Linked DNA regions of Canis lupus: region 2 is linked to region 1. The links are chromatin contacts, called in public Hi-C maps. All regions are on one chromosome and are shown on one strand. The core of a region is the stretch at or near the end of the contact, and the rest is flanking DNA. Distances in the headings are between cores, read along the strand shown. Region 1 has its middle 8.7 kb from the start of MMADHC. Region 2 overlaps RND3 (rho-related GTP-binding protein RhoE).

Region 1 (3,737 bases), core at 522-3,021:
TAAAATACACGACACTCAGGTGAATTTGAGTTTCAGATAAACAATGAGTAATTTTTTTAGTGTAAGTATGCCCTAAATTTTACATGGCAATCCGGCACATCTAACTCCAAAGCAAACTGAGAAAGCTGTCCCGTTTTCATATGTCTACACTCATCTAATTGCTCACATCTTCTATTTTGCCTGGTACAGAAGAGGCCTGACTCAGACAGTAATGCTTTGAGAGAATTTATTGCCATCTAATAGCTTGTATCTTTGGAATTTTGTCACACTTCCTGTCTAGAAATGGCTTGCTTGGGCTTATACTCTAAAGATTGCTTGGAAGGAGATGGGGTCTCTGAAGTAATTAATCCTTGGAATTATTTTTGTCATATTCTGTTGAGTTTTGATTATTCATTAACATCTCTTTCTCGGGGATCCCTGGGTGGGTCAGCGGTTTAGCACCTGCCTTTGGCCCGGGGCGTGACCCTGGAGACCGGGGATCAAGGCCCACGTTGGGCTCCCTGCGTGGATCCTGCTTCTCCCTCTGCCTGTGTCTCTGCCTCTCTCTCTCTCTCTCTGTGTCTCTCATAAATAAATAAATAAAATCTTAAAAAAAATCTCTTTCTCTTTCCCACTGTGTGGTTGCAGGAGTAGAAGGAGGGAAAGGGTGAATCTACAAAATGAACCAATTGTAAAGCCAATCAAATGCTGGTGTTATGAACAATTTGGGTGCATTTCTGATACAGCCCTCTCTTCCCAGTTATATCTCATGCGGCAAAGAATGCTTTCAAAGTGTATGCACTCTGTAGACGGGATCCATACTCCAATAATAGAAGATCGTGAGAAGGAAAAGTGGGGAGTCAGATGTATGCTGAGGGTCAAGAGTCATCCTGGGGTGTCTGGGTGGCTCAGTTGGTTAAGCACCTGACTCTGGATTTTTGGCTCAGGTCATGATCTCAGGTCAAGCGCGGCGTGGGGCTCCGCACTGGACAGGGAGACTGCTTGGGATTTTTCCTCTCCCTCTGCCTGCCCCCCTCCTCTAAAAAAGAAAGAGAGAGAGAAAAGGAAAAAGTCATCCCGGGGAGCAGTTTACAGAGTTTGCAGTTTCAAAGCACTTGAGGGCAATCCACAGAATGGGATTTTAACTCTCATAAAATAAATTCATTATTACATTTTCACCGGTATGCCCTGGAGTAGAATGAGGAATCACACTAGGAATCCTGACGTGAACAGCTAGGTCTACCTGGAAGCCCTTGGAAGGGCTTTGCAGAAAAAATGTCACTTTTTGGGCTCAGCTAGTGTTAGCATGCACTTGCCTGTGGACGTTAGGTGGCGATATAGGACAACGCGACGACTTGAGGATTTGCGGTGGGTGTGCTGCATTAGTAGGGGATGAGTTGTGAAATGGGTTTTTGTTTCCTGCTGTTAATGCAGAGCCTTTCAATTTATGGTAGAATGTTCTTTCGGCTGTGATCTTATGAAACTTCAACAGGGACAGGAACCATGTCAGATCCACTTCTGGGCATTGCCTTTCTCCCCCTTCCCTTCCAGGACTGATTACCTCACACTCCTGCAAAGCACTTAATTAGTCTCATCAGGCATTCAAACTTGATACCTATGTTCCAATATAGATACAGAGATGATGAAGCTGCTTAATTGGTATTTGGGGCCATTAGAGGGAGCCAGGAGAGCAGCCCTGCGCTGAGGTGCTGTGAGCCACAAGCGAGGGTAGGACTGTATTCCTGGGCTGTGTGTTCCTGTCACTAAGAACACTTGCCAGTCTGCTGATGGATTGCGGTGGGAATATCCCTTGGACACCCTGAAGACCCAGTGCCCTGTCATTTGAGCACAGCAGCCACTTTACCAGCCCACAGGAGTATCAGTGATTGTATTACTCTAAGCTTCCTCTTACATGGTTTGATGATGTTTGGTGGCATCAGTGATGCATGTTAATTGCTTAAAGAAGCTTTTGTCTTTTAAAAATCAATAAAATCTTGGATTAGGTATATTTCTTCTCTATTTTAATTTTTATTGATATTTCTGAGTTCCCAGGGAAATGACATGCATAGCAAATGATCACTGAAACATTTTTCTCTATTGCTTTGGGAGATCTCTGCACTCCCTCTTGTGTTTATGCCCTTTCTCTTGCCTGAATAAAACAGAATAATTTAGTTAGAATTTAGGGGAGAAATTTATCAAGCCTACATTTTCAACAAAAATCTGGGATTCAACCTAATTTTTATGCCCCAACTTTTATTGCTCCACCTGCTTTGCATGTTCAGCTTTATCTTTAGCCATCTTCTGGCATCACCTACATTTAGCTAAGCAGGCTGTTGATTCCCACCTGAATTTTCCTCATCAACAGCTGGTATTGCCCCTCTTCTCTCTCTCTCTTTATATGTATGATTAGTCTTTCAGTATTCAAATCCAATGCCTCTCCTTCATGAAGCTCTGGATAACACACTAATCTTCCGTTTTCCTGGACTCGTATATAATATTATTCAGGTTCGCTCATAATTACCACCTAGTCTCAGTTGCTTTCTAATTTGTTTGCACACACACACACACACACACACACACACAACTAACTAGACTCTGAGCTTTTTGAGAGCGAGGACTGTGGCTCCGTGACATCTACCAGTAGGGTGCATGTTGTATATACATATTCAGTAGATCTTCTGCCTGGGTCTATGATCCCAGAGCCGAAAACACAGTAAGTATTCGATAAATGCTTGTTGAAGCAGCTGAAACGTGGGTGTAAGCTACTGTGTTGAAGTACTAGATCTCTAGTAGATCTAATATCAGATTGCGACACCTAGTGTAAATCTTGGTAGACGTCAGGAGAGACCTTCCAAGAGATAGCTTAGGCCTTATGTCTTCCATGACAAATTCCCAAGGCCAGTGCAATCCTCTTTTCTCCTCCTTGTCCTGATTTCTCCTCCTGAGTCTCAGTTACTAAATTGTATCTACCATTACCGTATCTACATTGGGCGAGTGCCTAAGGTACATTTCTGTAGACTGGAGTAAATAATGGTATCTACCTATTATGGTTGTGATGATTAAAATATTTAATATATAAAAAGTACTTAGAACCTTTTCTGGCATATAATAGGTGATGGATTCTCATTAAAGTTATTGTTGTTGTTGATTCAAGTATAAGATTGTTCATTTTTCTCTGTGCGTAGAGCCTGCCCTATCAACTAGATTATAAACTCTTCAGGGGCAGGAATCATCTTTTGATATTTTAGGATTTATAATGTTTCTTCTTCATTCCAAGTGTTGGTCATTTGTGTCTTTTTTTCCTGATCAATCTGACTAGAGATTTATCGATTTCGTTGATTTTTCTCTTAGTAGTAGGTTTTGTGTTTTTCATGCCATTGATTTTTGCTCTTTATTATTTTCTTCTCCCTGCTTGCTTTTGGTTTAATTTTCCATTCTTTTTCTAATTTCTTAAGGTAGAAGCTTAGTAATTGAGTTGAGACCTTTCTTTTTTTCTAATAGAAGCATTTGCTGTAATTTTCCCTCTAATCTCTGCTTTAGCTTATGTTCCAGAAATTTTGACAATTTGTGTTTTTATTTTTATTCAATTCAAAATATTTTATATTTTTCCTTGTTATTTCTTTTTTATTGATGAGTTATTTAGAAATGTGTTGTTTAATTTTCAAGTATTTGGGAGTTTCCCAAATATCCCTTGTCGATTTTTATTTTAACCCTTTTGCAGACATGAAATAAATATACTTTATAAGATTTCATTTCTC
Region 2 (3,737 bases), core at 779-3,278, 720 kb after region 1:
ATCCGAGAGTGCTCACCCCTCATCCTGGATCTGAGAGTGCTCACCACTGACCTTGGATCTGAGAGTGCTCACTACTCATCCTAGATCTGAGTGCTCACCACTCACCCTGGATCCGAGAGTGCTCACCACTCCTCCTGGATCCAAGAGTGCTCACCACTGACCATGGATCTGAGAGTGCTCACTACTCATCCTGGATCTGAGAGTGCTCACCAGTCACCCTGGATCCGAGTGCTCACCACTGACCTTGGATCTGAGAGTGCTCACTACTCATCCTAGATCTGAGTGCTCACCACTCACCCTGGATCCAAGAGTGCTCACCAGTCACCCTGGATCTGAGAGTGCTCACTACTCATCCTAGATCTGAGTGCTCACCAGTCACCCTGGATCCGAGTGCTCACCACTGACCTTGTAATCTGAGAGTGCTCACCACTCATCCTGGATCTAAGAGTGCTCTCACCACTGACCTTATATCTGAGAGTACTCTCCACTGACCTTGGATCTGAGAGTGCTCACCACTCCTCCTGGATCCAAGAGTGCTCACCACTGACCTTGGATCTGAGAGTGCTCACCACTCACCCTGGATCCGAGAGTGCTCACCACACCTCCTGGATCCAAGAGTGCTCACCACTGACCATGGATCTGAGAGTGCTCACCACTCCTCCTAGATCTGAGTGCTCACCACTCACCCTGGACCCGAGACTGTTCACCACTCATCCTGGATCTGAGCCTGTTCACCACTGACCTTGGATCCAAGAGTGTTCACCACTCCTCTTAGATCTGACAGTGCTCACCACTCATCTTGGATCTGAGACTCCCCCTCCCACTCCCCGACAATGGAGACCACCTTTCCCAAGTACAGTTTAACCAAGACATCTGGGGAATTACTATGGCGCTAAAACAATAATCAGCACTGGGACTACCAGTAAAACCCGGAAGTAGATTCAGCACTTAGGTCACTGTGTGGCTGCAGAGCATTCTCCTCCCTCCCTCTGGTACTGGGTTTCCCCTCCCCACCCACTTTTGGCCCCAGAGAGGGTCTGGCTTTGTCTTCAGTCCTCAGCCAAAGGTGGAGACTCCCACTTACTACTATCAAGGGAGCTGCCCCCTGTGCCTCGGAGTACCTGGCGTACCTGTAGTGGTGGCACCTGAAAACGAAACTGTTTGCAACTGAAACCAGAGTCTATGGAGGTTTGCTTCTGCTTTTGTTCTTATTTGCTTTCATATTTTAAATAAAAATACAGGGGCACCTGGGTGGCTCAGCAGTTGAGCACCTGCCTTTGGCCCAGGGCGTGGTCCTGGAGTCCCAGGATCAAGTCCCACATCAGGCTCCCTGCATGGAGCCTGCTTCTCCCTCTGCCTGCGTCTCTCATGAATAAATAAACAAAATCTTAAAAAAAAAAAAAGAAAAGAAAAGAAAAGAAAAGAAAAGAAAAGAAAAGAAAAGAAAAGAAAAGAAAAGAAAGTACATCTGTATGCAAAGGTTCATGAGAAGTAAACCAACTCACTTCCAAGGTAGAGAGCTCTTTTAAAGAGCTTTAACAAGACCTAATTATGAATGACACTTTGATCCTGCCTTATTACTTTTGCTAACGACCAGCACTTTTAGATCAACAAGTGTCCAAAGGTGCTAATAAAAACCGATGCCCACACTTATTAGTTATAAGCATAATTTGTCTAACCACTAACTACAAGAGTAATTTGTCATTAAAGATGAAAAGTCCACTTGTTCATTTTGTTTTTTTGCTGGGGTTAAGGTGAACACTTTTTCGGAATGAAAAATCTGTCTCTATTATAATTTTGTAGTCACGAAAAAAAGACGACATGGAATCATAGAGAACTATCGTACCAGGAAAAGCAGGGCGAAGCAGGGCCGTCAGTTAAAAAACAAATCCTGACTGGACAGCAGGCACCCTGCGTTTCAGCACTCTGAATTCTTCCCAAATCCTCCGTGGCTATAGAGCCCATGTGAGGGTGGGGCGTGATCCCCGAGTGTGGGCCCCCCCAGCAGCCACAGGGACACGGAGGGGACCCCCCCGGGGTGCCCGTGAAGGGACAGCAACACAGGCCAGCAGCTGTGACATGAAGGATCGAGCCCAGGTAGGCAGATGAGCGGGACGGTGCCTGCCTCTACCTCCCGCGTCCCTCCAAAAAAGTCTCCCAACATTCTACTAAGCCAAACAACAACAACAAAAAAATCTAAATTCTACAGATTTAAAAAAGATGCACATGAAAAGCTTCCAGGTTAAGTGTAGACCTGAGCACAGCCCAAGGAAGGGTGCAGCATCATTGGGTAGTCCGCAGGAAGGGCACTGCTTACACACAACCAGGACCCAGCACCCAGGGGTGCCCCCGGGCTCACCCAGTCTGCCCAGGGACTGAGCTCTGCTTGTCAGGTCCAACCCCTTCCTGGCGGGTGCAACAGCTCCAGGCCCCTGGGCAGTCCCTAACACCACAGTTTTGTCACCCTACAGGCAACTCTGTGCACACAGCACTGTCCAGGTCCTGCCTAGTTCACCTATCAGAACATAAAGGGTGGACCCCAGCAAGCTCTATCGTAAAGAAGCACCTGCAGCACGTATGCAACATGGGTCCACACCCCGCCCCGCCCCGCCCAATACACTCAAGGTGCTTTGCTCTGTGTAGACCAGGTAAGTAGGCATTTGGGGCCCTCGGAGCTCCTCGAGCTTGGCTAACGTCAGCAGAGTTCTGAAGGGCTTTTGAAGCTTCAGGTCTGACCATCTTTGTCCTCAAGATCGTGAATTCTGGGTGACGGCACTGTTTCCAGCCCGAGAATAGTCACCAAGTGCCTCACCCAGAAACTAATTCTGCAGACACATAGCTTCTTGCTTCAGTCATCCTTGCACGAAGATAGAACACACCATATATGTCCATAATTAAATGTATACGTAAGAAGATTCGTGCCCAACAGGGAAGCTGTATGGAACCTTTTGCAAAACCAGTTCAAACACTGAGGTTTTATGGGAGCTTGAGAGCTGCAGACCCCTCGAGTTATTTCATAAACACAACTTCCTTTCCTTGAACCTGAAATTGAAAAACTTTCCCGTCCCCCACGAGAAGTTCCTACCAAGAGCAGTAAAATTAGGAATATGGCAGGATGTTGGCAGAGAAAATATATTAACGTTTTAGTGTTTTTAGTGGCCAGCTAGAGAACATCTGTACCCACCAGCAGCTAACAGGTGGGCCTGGATGAATCTGCCCAATTATTACCAGATTCCATTTCCTCATGCCATCGCTACTAAGCATGAAAGCTTCAAATCAGCAATAATCCCAAGAATGTGAATCAAGTCTGGGCAGCACTTCTGTGTCTGGCTTAGTACAAGACTCTTGAACTATTTTCCCAAGCAGCCTGCACTGTAAGCGCAATCCATGCCCATAAAAATGCAACAAACATTCCCAGGGAGGCCATTTCCTTGGTTTCTTTCTAAGTTATTAATTCCTAAATTAAGAAGAATTATGAACAGATTTGATGAAAATTTGAGGGCATTTCTGTGTTCCTATGAAAATACAGTCAGTACTTTCAATTTCTGGGGGCAGGCAGGTATATTGTTGGAGAGGAAGTCTAGGAGGTAGAAATGATGGCTATTTTTGAGCCTGAAATAGAGCATTAGCTTCAACCCCTGATCTTATGGAGATACCTAGAAAATAGAAGAATCAAACTATTTTGCTTAAAGTAGAGCCATTGTATACTGGTCACAGAACTTTAGGGATAAGAGTAG

Evidence for each region. A called contact is a pair of places that touch in the nucleus more often than the background predicts.
Region 2: a contact with region 1 is called in a Hi-C map of skin fibroblasts, with 5 times the contacts expected there. The contact joins two enhancer-like sites. A contact is called at or near these places in 2 of 9 Hi-C or Micro-C datasets (amygdala and skin fibroblasts).

The regions. Positions count from the first base shown.
Region 1 is chr19:52,837,065-52,840,801 of UU_Cfam_GSD_1.0, forward strand. No RefSeq gene overlaps it. Among named protein-coding and RNA genes, the nearest start is that of MMADHC, 8.7 kb to the left of the region's middle. Within about 2 kb of position 1,772, at least 3 of the 20 cell types and tissues checked have an H3K27ac peak or open chromatin away from gene starts, as enhancers often do.
Region 2 is chr19:53,554,088-53,557,824 of UU_Cfam_GSD_1.0, forward strand. All of the region lies in intron 2 of RND3 (rho-related GTP-binding protein RhoE), which reads right to left. Among named protein-coding and RNA genes, the nearest start is that of RND3, 8.5 kb to the right of the region's middle. Within about 2 kb of position 2,029, at least 4 of the 20 cell types and tissues checked have an H3K27ac peak or open chromatin away from gene starts, as enhancers often do.